Linked DNA regions of Mus musculus: region 1 is linked to region 2. Evidence: chromatin contacts called from public Hi-C data. All regions are on one chromosome and are shown on one strand. Each heading gives the region's core, a stretch centred on a gene start, on an enhancer-like site or on the middle of the called end of the contact. The rest is flanking DNA. Distances are from core to core; before and after follow the strand shown.

Region 1 (6,433 bases), core at 1,702-4,201, 110 kb after region 2:
TAAATGTCTGTTTTTTTTTTTTTTAAAAGACACTAAATACTTCAAAAATCACACCTTCAGGATGCTGATTCAGAGTCCTTAATTCAGGGACAGATATGCTCCTTTAAATGCAGGGACACACGTGCTGCTCTCTAAGTCCTGGTCACTTGTTCTGACATGCTCGAATAAAATATCTATCTAAAACTTAAAATCTGTGCTTGCTTATGAGTTCTCGGACAGCAGCACAGGAATAAAACAACCGGCTCCCTAATTTCTGACTGGCAAGTTTCCTAAAGGGTAGGTACCAACATGATCCTTGCAGTCAGAACATGAGCTTTGTCTCGCACAGTCCTATACAAATTGAGTGCACTGTGCCCGGTAAGATGATCAAGAAATAAGGGTAAATCATAAGGGAAAATCCATTCTAGAAAAAAAAAAAGATCATAGGACTATTACTCTGATCAAGATGGTAAAATTAGTTATGTATCTCTACACATTTTGTATCTAGAGAGTTGTCAGAACACCTGTGAGTATAGTCACTGTATAAGGGTGGAAAATTGTTACCCGATGAAGCTTCCTATAAAAAGGAAAAGGGTCCCCAGACGAGCACGTGACGGTGTAACCAGTAGACATTGTCTAAAGGAAAGGAAGTGGGGACTTCCACTGTACCCCACCCCTCTCCCATTTGTTTAATGGACAAGATCCTCTCTCTCTATCTCTTCAACTCATTCCGAAGGACAGTATCTACAAGTTCTTTCAAGGGGAAAATTGGCCTGTGGTTCAGAGCACAAAGCTGCCTGCAGGTACTACTGCGGACCATTTGCATGGATTTAAAAGCTAGAATTTGGAAGCTTTATATCAAAATTGACAGAAGTAAAGACAGAAAGCTGTCTGGTAAACCACGAGAAATCTGCCTCAACATTATCTCAGGGCTGGAGTTCTAAGAATGGACCAAAGCATTTAAGAACTTCTAGAAAAATAGTTCTACCGAATGTCACAAGAGAAAACCCAAGAACGGTAAGCTTCTCTGGCTAAACATGACAATATATCCCCAGCTCTGCTTCATCGTGAACACTTGAACTACTTAAAGGTGAATGCTGACGTCTGCTGTCATCCCGGCACTTACACAAGTTGAAGCTCAGTTTAGCCTACCTAGCAAGGCTACCTTTGAAAATTGTAAAGTCACAGGTGACAGTTCACATCTGGAATCCCAGTGTCCATGATGCTGAAGCAGGTACCCAAGCTCCTGACTATGAAAGTCAGGTCTGTATCACAAAGTTAGAACAAACAAACAACCATCACATGTCCAAACTGGGTGAACCAAGTGTTTTTATATCCATAATGTTCTCAGAGTGTTTACCACAACCCTACTTTTGAAGACCTCAAAATAACACTATACTGTAAAGAGATGCTACCTGTATTTAAAAAAAGTGCTGAGATCAGAATTCAGGGTGATGCAAATTTTCTATCACAGCACATGACATTTATTTAACATTTCCTCCATTGTTAAGAAGAAAGGAATAAATAACATTTATGCCCATTATGTGGCAGAAATTCAACCTATGTAAAATTTAAATAAATTATTTTAGTAAACAACTCACAAAGAAATTCGAGGTTTCCCCGAGTTCTAGTCCTCTATCCCACATAGCATAGATAAACTAGCTAATGAAATGAACAACTTGTTATCTAGCAGGTGTCATAATGACTTTCTGGTAATCTCTGTGTTATTTCAACCAACCTCAGGAACATGTGGCAGGAACCTATTTTCTCCAATCCAGCCCTGCCTTTAGTGAGGCCAGTTAGTCAACAGTGAAGCCAGCTTTATCTTACTCACGGTAAGAGCTGGTGTGGTGACAAACCACAGGGTTTGGAGAGTTTTCATCTCTTAAGTCGGATGCCACAATAGAATGACAGAACTTCAATTGCTGGAAAACAACTGGGGGAGCTTATGAGAACTGGTGTTTGTTTGTTGGAAAGCTGATAAGTCAACTTCCAGGACACAATGCGTGACTACTCCTGGCTGTGCTGGCCTGCTTCCCCTTCCCCAAACTGCTGTGTAAACAAACAGCCATAGTTACTCCATTATATTTCTATTTCATCATTGTTTTGTGAAAAATCAAAATCATAACTATTTCAACTAGGAAAGCTTTGCATGGTTCTATCTAACTACCCGCACCCTGTCAGTTTTGTTTTGGAACACAGGATAAAGATATTTTAAATGCACACTTGTGGGTAATTTACATATCCACATCAAGGAGTTTCCGTGACTTTCTATGATGGTAATGTGCCCAGATTCTTCAGGTACATTCTGACAGACTCTAACTGTGAAATTTACATTCCATTTTCAAAACTAAGAATCAGAAAAGAAAGGCAAGTGGTTATGTCACATTCGGTCTTTGCGCTGAAAACATTCCTTCGTGTCTTTGCATTCAGGGGGAAGTGCTCATGAGATCCCACCAGTCCCGGAGTGGAGATGAACTGAGACAAATTTAGACCTTTCACTACAAATACAGATGGAGCAGTAAACATAAAAAATCGGAACATCCGAAGTTCCACAGCAAAAATCTGTGATTAAAACAGCTTTCGGTGAGAGATTTGGAGGAGCAGAAGCAGTGAGTGTCAACGCTGCTCTCCAGTTTAGGGAGGTTGTTCCTGAAGCCTTTGATGTGAATTCACAGAAATAAAAATGTAGGTCTATACCGTTTTTCTATCAGCTACTTTTTGGGGTGTACACAGAGGCACTCAAGAACCTCTTCAGAACTCTGCTTCCACAGTCTCCTTGTGAATGAGTGCCATAGCTAGAGCACAGAGAAGGCCGATGTGTGTACACAGACCTCTGTCCGCGAGCCAAGATTCTATTTCCAAAGAGACCCAGGGCCTTCTTTCCGAACAATGCCATGGTTAGCTCAGCATACTGACACAGGGCCGGTGCCAGGGCATTTAAGCCTTTGGATGTTATACTATTCATTACTCCAAATGATGCTTGCCAAAGACCAGACTGAACCCATTCAGTACTAAGTTAGCACCAGGCCCAGTCAAAGCAGGTCAAGGAAAACATGAACAAGTGTTTTGTATGCAGGATCCAGCTGCTGGCAGTAACTATTAGCGAAACGGTCCCCAGCCAATTCCTCTCGTTTAGAAAACGGCTTCTGAGCTGAACTGATGCACCGGGTTGCTCTAGTTCAACATTAACCAACACAAAAGAGGAGAAAATGCTTAGTCATCTAGAAAAGACACTGTGTTCATAATTTTCCATGCATGCTTTTCTCGTGGTTCTTAACTGTACATACAATGGGGGAAATACTAGATTGAAAGCACCAACTTCTACTCTCCAATTATACTAACCAGTGGCTTTTACATTAATTAAGAAAAATCACCAAAGCTACTAACAATACAGAATTGTGGTGCCCTATATACAGCACTCAAAAATCCAGGAGAAATGTAATGGGAATGGACAGACACGGAGACAGAGATAGAGATAGAGACAGAGAGAGATATAGAGATATATCTATATATCCATATATCCGCTGCATACACACACACACACACACACACACACACACACACACATTTTGTTTGCATTTCAAGACAGACATCAGAAAATAAAGCACATCTAACATATATCCCAGGGTGAGACCATAGTACAAGTTGCTGGGGCTCCTGTGAGATGAGCTGAGTCCATCTGAACTGTACCCTGTCATATCATCTGAAGGATGGCGGGTTAAACACACCATGTTTTATTTTTTAATTTTTTTCCTCTGAGAGGTGGCCATTACAAATTAAAGCATTTCTGGTTTTTGGTTTTGTTTTGTTTTTAAAGGTTTATTTATTTACTTTTATGTATATGAGAACGTTATCCCTGACACATCAGAAGAGGGCATCAGATCCCATTACAGATGGTTGTGAGCCACCAGGTGGTTGCTGGGAATTGAACTCATGACCTCTAGAAGAGCAGCCTGTCCTCTTAACTGCTGAGCCATCTCTACAGCCGTGCAGTTCCATTTTTAAAGAGTGAGGTTTGGGGATATGGAATATGGAAAGCTGTATGACAGTATCAGACATCCCAGCACCCAAACACGCAAAGTTAGAAGTAACATATACTGTTTTTGAAAACTAAAGTTGTTAACCCCAAATTATTTCCAGTTTCAACTTAGGAAAATAAATTATTACGAGTTTAACTTCATTTGACTAAAATAGCTCTATTTCTCCCATTTTTAGAATCGAGGCAACAAATCAAGAATGTGGTAAGGAAATCGCTTTCCAATCACGAAGACTGGAATCTATCTTGATTTCAACATTCCCTGGAACTTAAGTCAAGATCTTTATATCTGAGCCACTGTTTCTATAGCTATAAAGAGAGAACAATGCTCACACTGGAGCTTTGATTTGAAGTGTACATGGTGAAGGGTGGATCTCTAGGCAACTCAGCTCTATGCATCTGGAGACAGAGGCTGGGCCACAGCCACTGGGGGGGCAGGGGGGATCTTGTCCTTAGTACGCCTACTTAAGTTCACCACTGCCCAGTCTGCACTGGTGTACTCTGCCAACCATAAAACTCAGAAGATGAAAACCTTCCTGAGAATATACTTCAGGCCAAACACCCCTCAGGAATGCATTTTCTTTGGATATCACTAATGTTTAAACATCTAAAGAACATGTAGCAGAAATATGTAAATAACACCTTTTATGAGACAGAAAAATCGTATGACAAAAAAATTTTCTCATGTCTTTTTTTCTGTCAGTGATATTTACTGTTATGACGAACGTAAGGCAGACTTGAGAGAGTAAACAGAAGTCATAACAGTTGCTAATGGGGAGCGGTAAAGTATGTTGTAAACACCGCAATGAAGCCGATCGTAGGGGGAGATATTTGCCTTCGGAATTACTGAGTGCTTTGCAAATGTGTATAACATGTTGTGAAAAAGGATGAATACATCATTTTTCCTGCCTCTAAAGGTTTTTATTTTGTGTGAGCCAGTTACTCTGTCTGTGCTCCGCTTAAAGCCATCAGCTGTGAATTCACTGGGGGAGAATTTGGAGCAGTCAGAGCAGAGGCCCATCTTGGCAGCTTCCCAGGATGTGCAGCAGTAACCTGGAGTTAGGAGTTCACCCTCTACAGCTCCACACCGCTTCCTGCAGCTGACAGTTGGAAGCTCTGATCTTTCCACTTTTCAGTGGCAAAGAGCTTCAAAATTCACCCTTCATTTGAAAATGCAGAAAGCCAAGTCATGGCCTCTGACTACAAACAACATATTTGTTGCTGTTCTTGTTCAAATGATTATTTTGGTAAGTACTCTGTGACTTCATATCTTCAATATGAGTCTTTGCTATAAAACAATACTGATAATGACTTAAGAAAGTAATTAAATCCAAAAGGAAACAAATCTGGTGAGAAAAAAATGTCTTCCCTTTTATGTCAGGTTGTGTATTTTATCATGCATTTTATAATCTTGTAGCCAAATATTTCAACTATCTACGGACAAAGAAGATATTTTCTCTTTTATTTCCCACAAGGTTTCTCTCTCTTTTCAGAGTTTTGGAAGCCACTGTGGCTTCTATTGTAGTTAGGAGGAGCAATTGTCCTAGGTAACTTTTATATTAACTCTCTGTATTTTACTCATCAAAAAGTTTCCAACCACTCAGCCTTCTTGGTCTCTGAGCGAGTCACTTCCACGGTTTTCTGTGTTGACGTTCTCTTTCCTTTTCCTTCTCTGATATTCAAAGTAAGCTGTGTAAGCCACTCTGCCTGTGATAGGCTTCCTCATCTTCCTTCATCAATTGGATCCATTCCTTCACTCTAAATATTAATTTACATGTAATTGTCTTGCTCAATGTCACTTTCACTAGAAAGATGACCTGCATTTAAAATAAAGAAATTAATCAATCTTCTAAGACTTCTGCATTTGTAGAACATCAATCTAAGTAAGCTACAGGCTCAAAATGTCCAATTAAATGTGCAATGCTTATGGAGTACCCCATACAACCAGCCTCTGTGCGTCTCTGATAGCAAAGGAAAGCTCAAGAGCTTAAGATGTGGTTTCTGCCTTCCAAGAAGCTTATTTTCATCAGAAGACAAACACACATGACAAGTTCAAGGGGAACCAAATAGCAGATGTGAGGATAGGATTCAGTGAGTGCAGTATATGAGGACATGTAGTCCTGCAGAAAAATATGTGCACTGCTCACATTGCCTGGTCCTGTTTGTGTGATGGATTTGACCACACACTTACAAGTAAGCAGAAAGATACATATAGGACCTTTGTGGAACAAAAGAACTAATCTCTTCACAAAGTTCTGGTGGGCAAGGGTGGGGGGAAGGTTGGTTCTCACTTATAATGAAAAGTGACCGTAAACAAAAAGAATTCTCATGAATGGAGAGAAAAGTCATTTCATAGAGCAGACTGGAATGGACCTTCAATGCTAGATAGAGAATAACAGGCAATGGCAGTGGTGG
Region 2 (6,741 bases), core at 2,702-5,201:
CCCTTTCTTTACTATGAACCGGCTGTTCAATCAGGGACTGGAGCAGGTGGGAGCTTCTCTTCATTTGGGATAAAGACTTTATTGAAAAGGAGGACTCCGGCCCATTTAAGAGCACACCTAAAAGCAGGGTTGTGCTGTGTCACTTATAAATCCTAGCACCCGGGTGGGAGGACTCTGAGTCGTGGTCCAGTCTGCACTAGTCAGTGAAACCCTTTAAAACAAAACAACAAGAGTCTGTCTTGGAGTGCAGGGATGGCTGTCTCAAACCTCACCCAAGATCCTCTGCTCCCTTTCTTCCCAAAGATAGCCTTTCCCCCACAAGCCTTGAGAGATTTGCATCACAATGCAGACAGAGCAACACACCCTCAGGATTCTGTGGAGAAATATTTAAACGGCCAGGTGCCCAGAAAGAGGCACTGACCCATCTGGCCCCACAGCCGCTACCTTCTCTCCCTTAAATTTCCTACTGGGCCAATAGGGCAGTTCACAGGCCCCCTTGGCACCCTACTAAAGCGCAGAATTGATTTCTATGTGCATGTTATGTCTGTTTGCTTGGTGGAGAAGGCTAGCCCACAGCCACGCTCTACTGAGGTGATTTTCCTTTTAAGCTTTGGTCATTTATCTCAACAGAGTGAAAACAGACCAGTTATTATCTTTACTACTTTTCTGTAAAACTTACTACATACAGAGGCTCTAGCTACCAAAACAACAACAACAACAACAACAACAACAACAACAACAACAACAACAAAACAAAAACAAAAAAACAAATCAAACCAAAAAAACAATTTCCCCCGGAGACTCCCTCCTCTCCTTGATAGTGAGATAAAGGAAATGGAAGCTGTGTGGATTCTTTAGGTAGAAAACAACCCACAGAGAACTGTGCCATGACACACACACACACACACACACACACACACACACACACAGTACACTGCTCAGCAGTAGAGTTTGCCTGCCTACCATGCTGAGGTGTTAGATTCAAGTTCTAGTGCTGAAGGGAAGTTAGGGAGGGAGAGGAGAAGGAAAAGGAATGAGGGAGAAGAGATTAGGAAATCATAGAAGAATGTAGTCAGTTCTACTGGAAAGTGTTCTTAAATCACAAATTATTACACAAGGGTGCATATCCTGCAGACCAAGCAGAGGAGCTGGAGAGGAACGGAGCAGGAAGGAGATGCTCTCGCTGAGGGCTGGAGTTTAGTTCCCACACCCAGGTCAGGAAGCTTACACCTGCTGTAACTCCTGCTCTAGGGTGATCTGACACCCCCTTCCGGCCTTTGAAGCAACTGTACTCACGTGGCATATACATGAGAGTAAAAATTGATCCTTTTTTTAAAAAGGGGGAGTGGACAATATGAGCATGATGTAAATGTGTTTGCACATATCAAGTACCCTTGAAAACCACTAGACGACCACGGAACACTGTCCCACAGCTAAGTGAAGCAAGTTGGACTTCACCTCGCACAGGAAAGCACAAGCTGGAAGTGGCTCTCTGCTCCTGTATTTCACCAGCGTGGCACGGCCCGGGTGTGAGCCAAACTCATCCAAATCCGGGGGTCATCTTTCTGTCTGACTCCAGATAACTTCTGGGGACACTTCACTATAACCTTCCTTAACTGTTAATCAGCATACAGCGGAACATGATTCCAGGTTTTGTTTTGGGTTGGTCCCCCCTCCTCAGGTTCCTCACCCAGCTTCTCACATGGAGCCTGCTCCCTCCAGCACTCTGTACCTGTCAGGCCCCATTCACCTGCCTCTTAACAGTTTTGTAAGCTGTACCCACACTCACTTCCCAACACACACACACACACACACACACACACACACACACACACACACACACACACAGACGGTCAGAAGCTGGCATCCATGTATAGGAGAGAAGGTGCTTCCTGTCTCTTTGAGCCTGGGTTAACTTATGGTATATTTTCAAGTTCCCTCAATTTGCCTGATGGTTTGTAACTGCCTTTTAGTTGACGTCTAAATATAATTTCATTGTATTTCAAACACAGCTTTCTGATTCAACTCCCCCAAATACCCCTGCTGATTTGTGTATATACACAGTAGTAGTGTTATATAATCTTAAGTGTTTGACACATGTAAACCTGAGCACATTTTGAGCATTTCTTCCTGACTGTATTCTTCCATATTCTCTGTGTGTAATGCAGTGAGTTTTCAAACCATGTATGCTGGGCTGGTGAGAGGCTCAGCAGGGAAAACCACTTGTTGCCCTGCCTGATGTCAGTCCCAGGACTCCCAGTGGGAGGAGAGAACAGAGTCCTCAGCCTTGCCCTCTGATCTTCTTTTTTTTTTTTTTTTGTTTGTTTGTTTGGTTTTTTGAGACAGGGTTTCTCTGTGTAGCCCTGGCTGTCCCGGAACTCACTCTACAGACCAGGCTGGCTTTGAACTCAGAAATCTGCCTGCCTCTGCCTCCCGAGTGCTGGGATCAAAGGCGTGCGCCACCACGCCCAGCTGTCCTCTGATCTTCATACAGGCACTATGGCGAGCCCTTCACAAGCAGTGAAAAAAGGTAATAAAAAATGTGAAAAATATGTAGGTCACCTCATAACTGAGGTCACTATAAATAATAGCTTATTGTTGTATTACGGATCAGAGAAAGGGCAGAGGACAGAGTCAATCCCGTTTTAGTGGATAAGTGAAACAAATGTCTGTGTACACTTCCTGCTACTCTGCATCTGTTGATAAAACCAGCCACCAATTTATGTGGTTGTTGGTGCTTGAGGCTGTCATCCCACCCACAATCCTGCACCTCTCTGTCACCTTCACCAAACGAGTCCCCATATCTACCCGCAGTGTCCACGATGCAACAGTGTCTCCACTGCCTTGTCAGCCTTGACACAAGGCTCATCACCCCACATCGCGATTCTGGGTACCTACAGTCCTCATGTGCTCAGCCTTGACACATGGCATACCACCCGCAACGTGCCTCTGTGTGCTTACAGTCCTCATGTGCTATATTTTGAGCAATTTAGAAGGTTCTTTGTATATGTGTTAAGATTCTGAATGTTTAGCTGGCTGCCTAACACAGGGGAGGTGCCAGGAAATTTAAGAGAAAAAGGAAGAACAAAGGAATGTCATTCCTGTTCATTGTCCCGCACCGCTTGTACAGAACAGGTACTTAAAAGGCATTTGCTGGGTGAAGAAAATGCAGGAACAGTGGGCATTTGAGAGGCAAGAAGACAGCATGCAATGTTTTGTGTTGAAAGGTCAAAGTCCTTGCCTAACTATCATAATATGGATCCTATAGATTTCTGAGGAGGAAGCAGGCTAAACTAGCCTGTAAAACGGGGAGGACTGTTAATTCCAAGAGAAGTTTTCTGATTTCAGCAGGTCAGCTGTTATGCCTTCCAGCCAGGTGCCTGTCCATCCTATCCTGAGCACCTTCAAAGATTTAGATGTAGAAAACAGTATTGTATAATCAGGAGGTCCCTTTAACATAAAACAAGTTCTTTGCTATTTCACCCCTCTTCTCCCATTTCTAGATTGTGTCAATGGAGAACTGGTCAATGCTGGAACAGTAACATAGCATATAGTCACCATTAATAGTCTTAGATTGGCTCTTCACCTTCCCCTTTTCAAAACCTTTCCCCATATGACCTTTTACATTCCAAAAACATTTTACATTTCTTTACTGACTTTTTACTAATTTTTAGATTCTTCCTCTTAAAGTGTGGAAACTCATCAAATAGTTTAATAAAAACTTATACAATCTCAAACATAACAATGAATGATTCCCTAAATCCTAGTATCACATGAGTTTTACAGCACACTTGGCCGAAAGCTAGCAAGCTCTGACTGCCCTGTGCCTCTTACTCTCTGGACAATGGCTCACAGTGTGCTCATTTGGTTGCATCTCTCAATAGCTTGTGGCTAGACCTTTGGGCCTGGAGACTGTCCAGGACGTGCCTTATCTTAGTTTTCTACAGATCTTGCCACAGGACCTAGACACACCTACTGCAGAGCAAAACTACTCAGAAAGCCTCCTTGTGCTCCAACAGGTACCACTGTTCCCACCCACCTCAAGTCCACAGTCCATTTCCGGTCATGTCTGCTCTCAAAGTGTGTGTGCTGCCTGCATAGACTTTGCTCACAATATAACCTTGAATTTGTTCTCTATTTCTCAAATATGATTTATATAATTTATTACCATGATTTTGAATTCCAGTTCTAGCTTTCCAAGTATCTGTAACTTCTGTTAGCTTACTGTAATCTCCAAACTTAATAAGTATGCCTTTAATTCTGTCACCTATGCAATAATGAAAATGCAGAGCAGAATCCTAATGGTCTCCAATCAGAGGACCCTGTGCTTTATGGGAAAGACATTACATGGGAAGATCACATGTACCTAGTAGACAAAACTCTTACCTATCGATAAAGATGGAAATTTATGAAGCTCAGTTAAAGCTAATGCTAACATGATAATGACTTTATCCATCCCTATCTTTTAGTCTGTGGATTAATAATTCATCACAGAATGAAGTTTTATCACTTTGGGTATTTACAAAACAAACAAAAAATTATAACCAATATTTACTACCCTAGCTTATCATTGCAGGTATATATATTAACACACACACACACATATATATATGTATGTATGTATATGTCTGCCATCAATCCCAAGACTTTGAATTTTGTCTGTCACTCAAGTGTTTACCATCATCCTCAGTCCTCAATAGAATGTTTAAAACTTCAATAAATGGAGCTGGGAAGACAGTTCAGTTAGTAAGCTGCTTGCCTTGCAAAACTGAGCACTGAGTTCAACTTCCAGTAAAAACCTGGCCATATGTGGCTGCAGCTGCCAGGGCTAAGGACACAGCAGGTAGGCAGCAGTCTCAAGCTTGGTGCTAGGGACTGTTCTCTGCCCTGCACACATAGCACACGTACATGAACACACACATACACATTGCCCTGCAAACACAGCACATGTACATGAACACACACATATACACACACCTCTTTGGTAACTGAGTAGAGTTTTAAATTGTAGAATTAAATTTCATAGAAAGTAGTACAAACTGCAGCAACAGTCTTCATTGGTGTAAGGATGCAGACAGGAGCCTGGTAAATGCAGAGGACTGAGCCGAGAGGAGCCAAGCAGATGTGAAATGCATCTGGACATGAGGGCCGGACATGGAGCTCAGCAGTAGGGTGTGTGCTTGGCTGCGGCTCTAGAGCAATAATGTTGATGAGATTATGATGATAATAACGATAATGATAATAATAATAGTAATAATACAACCACTGCTGCTGAGATTTAAACAATAAAGGAACTCTCAACTGATGTGAATACAGCTAAGAATACTTCTTTACTCTCTAGACCTCACACTGCACACTGTATGACAGAGTTAAGAAAGAGCATATAAATTTTAATGTATCTGTGGTATTCTTTCTTCAGTTGCACATTTAAACTAGAAACATGAACTGAGTTTTCCTTTTCCCAGCTCTGACCCCATCACTGAGCCCAGGAGACACTGGGTCACGTGTGCTGCAATGCTGAGGAACACAAGCACCGCATACTTGGACAGCAGAAGCAATGTCCTCTAAAGCATATGCCAGTCAGCAGTATTCACTCAATCAAAGTTCAATGGCCTCAGGGAGGTTCTTAGTTGATTACTTTAACTTTTCTCTCTGCTCCAGGTTTGTTTATATCAGACTACCATGTTACACCACACCACCAACGGTTATGTATTTACTAAGCCATATGCCAACGACTCCGGGGATAATTTTAACTGTTTTTGTTTTTGTTTTTTTTTGCAGTTGACTCAGTGTTACTGGATATCTGACAATGGGATATACTCCAGCTGAAAAGAGAACCTGTACCAAAAGAAGGAGAATGAAACTGAGCTGGTGCTCAGCAAAGAGTTAGTGAGCTGACCTTGGAGTTGTATAAGCGCACGGTTCCTTCCCATTTAGTTTTCTGCTGGCATAGACGGCTCTGTCTGTACATAATGTTAATGCATCATTTATTTATATCAAAAGTCTGCCCTAGACAAGAGTCCTAAAAATACAGAAGATGACAGTCTTTGTTCCTAGAGGAAAAGGACCTGAGAAAGGTCTCATTCCTGAATACACTATTCTATGGAATGCATGCTCCGATCATTGAGCCATGAGTTCTCCTTTAATATGCTCACATTTGCACCTCCTTCCACTTCTGCAGGCATTGCCTCTGACTGTGCAGTAGCCCCTCCAGGGAAGCAGAGGTGGGTGATACAAAGGACCAGTTAAGGAGATTTCCTATGAATTTGGGAAATTTCCTTTGCTCCAGAAATTTGAATTTTTTCATTAAAATTTTTGCATGCAGTAAGTTTAATTAAGATTAAGTCAATGGCTTATAAACAGATTTGGTCAAGAAATACTATAATATTTATTTTCAATTTATATCCCTCATCATTTCATGATCTATTTCTACTATACTTGTTTTTTTAATCCTATGTAAAATTCAAGATCAAGAATGTAGGTAAAAGTACACACACACACACACACACACACACACACACATTTTGTTTTGCCGCCATCAGTTATTTTAAAGAAAACCTTAGTATAAGTCATTACCTAGGGTTTTGATTTATTCATTTATTATTAGGTGATGGTTTTCATTTGGGGATTTACTCTTGCTCCTTGTTTGAATTCTCCTAAGTCTGATTTTTTTCTTAAAGAAAACTTACATATGGTTGATCTAATATGGTAACATAAAGTTTTGTTGGTGAAATGCTTAAT

The links. Hi-C and Micro-C count contacts between places; a contact is called where the count stands out from the background.
Region 1: a Hi-C map of liver shows a contact between it and region 2, with 4 times the contacts expected there. The contact joins two enhancer-like sites. A contact is called at or near these places in 5 of 484 Hi-C or Micro-C datasets (liver, nephron progenitors, olfactory sensory neurons and 1 more) and 2 of 115 datasets of contacts at active chromatin or transcription factors (astrocytes and liver).

What each region holds. Positions count from the first base shown.
Region 1 is chr17:63,282,535-63,288,967 of GRCm38.p6, forward strand. All of the region lies in intron 6 of Fbxl17 (F-box and leucine-rich repeat protein 17), which reads right to left. It overlaps Gm41607, which reads right to left. Exons shown (of 1, transcript XM_017317745.2): 1 at 1-6,433. Among named protein-coding and RNA genes, the nearest start is that of Gm41607, 12 kb to the right of the region's middle. Within about 2 kb of position 2,952, at least 66 of the 459 cell types and tissues checked have an H3K27ac peak or open chromatin away from gene starts, as enhancers often do. A contact at or near this core is called in liver, where this site is marked.
Region 2 is chr17:63,176,285-63,183,025 of GRCm38.p6, forward strand. The region is part of intron 7 of Fbxl17 (F-box and leucine-rich repeat protein 17); the gene reads right to left. Among named protein-coding and RNA genes, the nearest start is that of Gm41607, 120 kb to the right of the region's middle. Within about 2 kb of position 3,952, at least 10 of the 459 cell types and tissues checked have an H3K27ac peak or open chromatin away from gene starts, as enhancers often do. A contact at or near this core is called in liver, where this site is marked.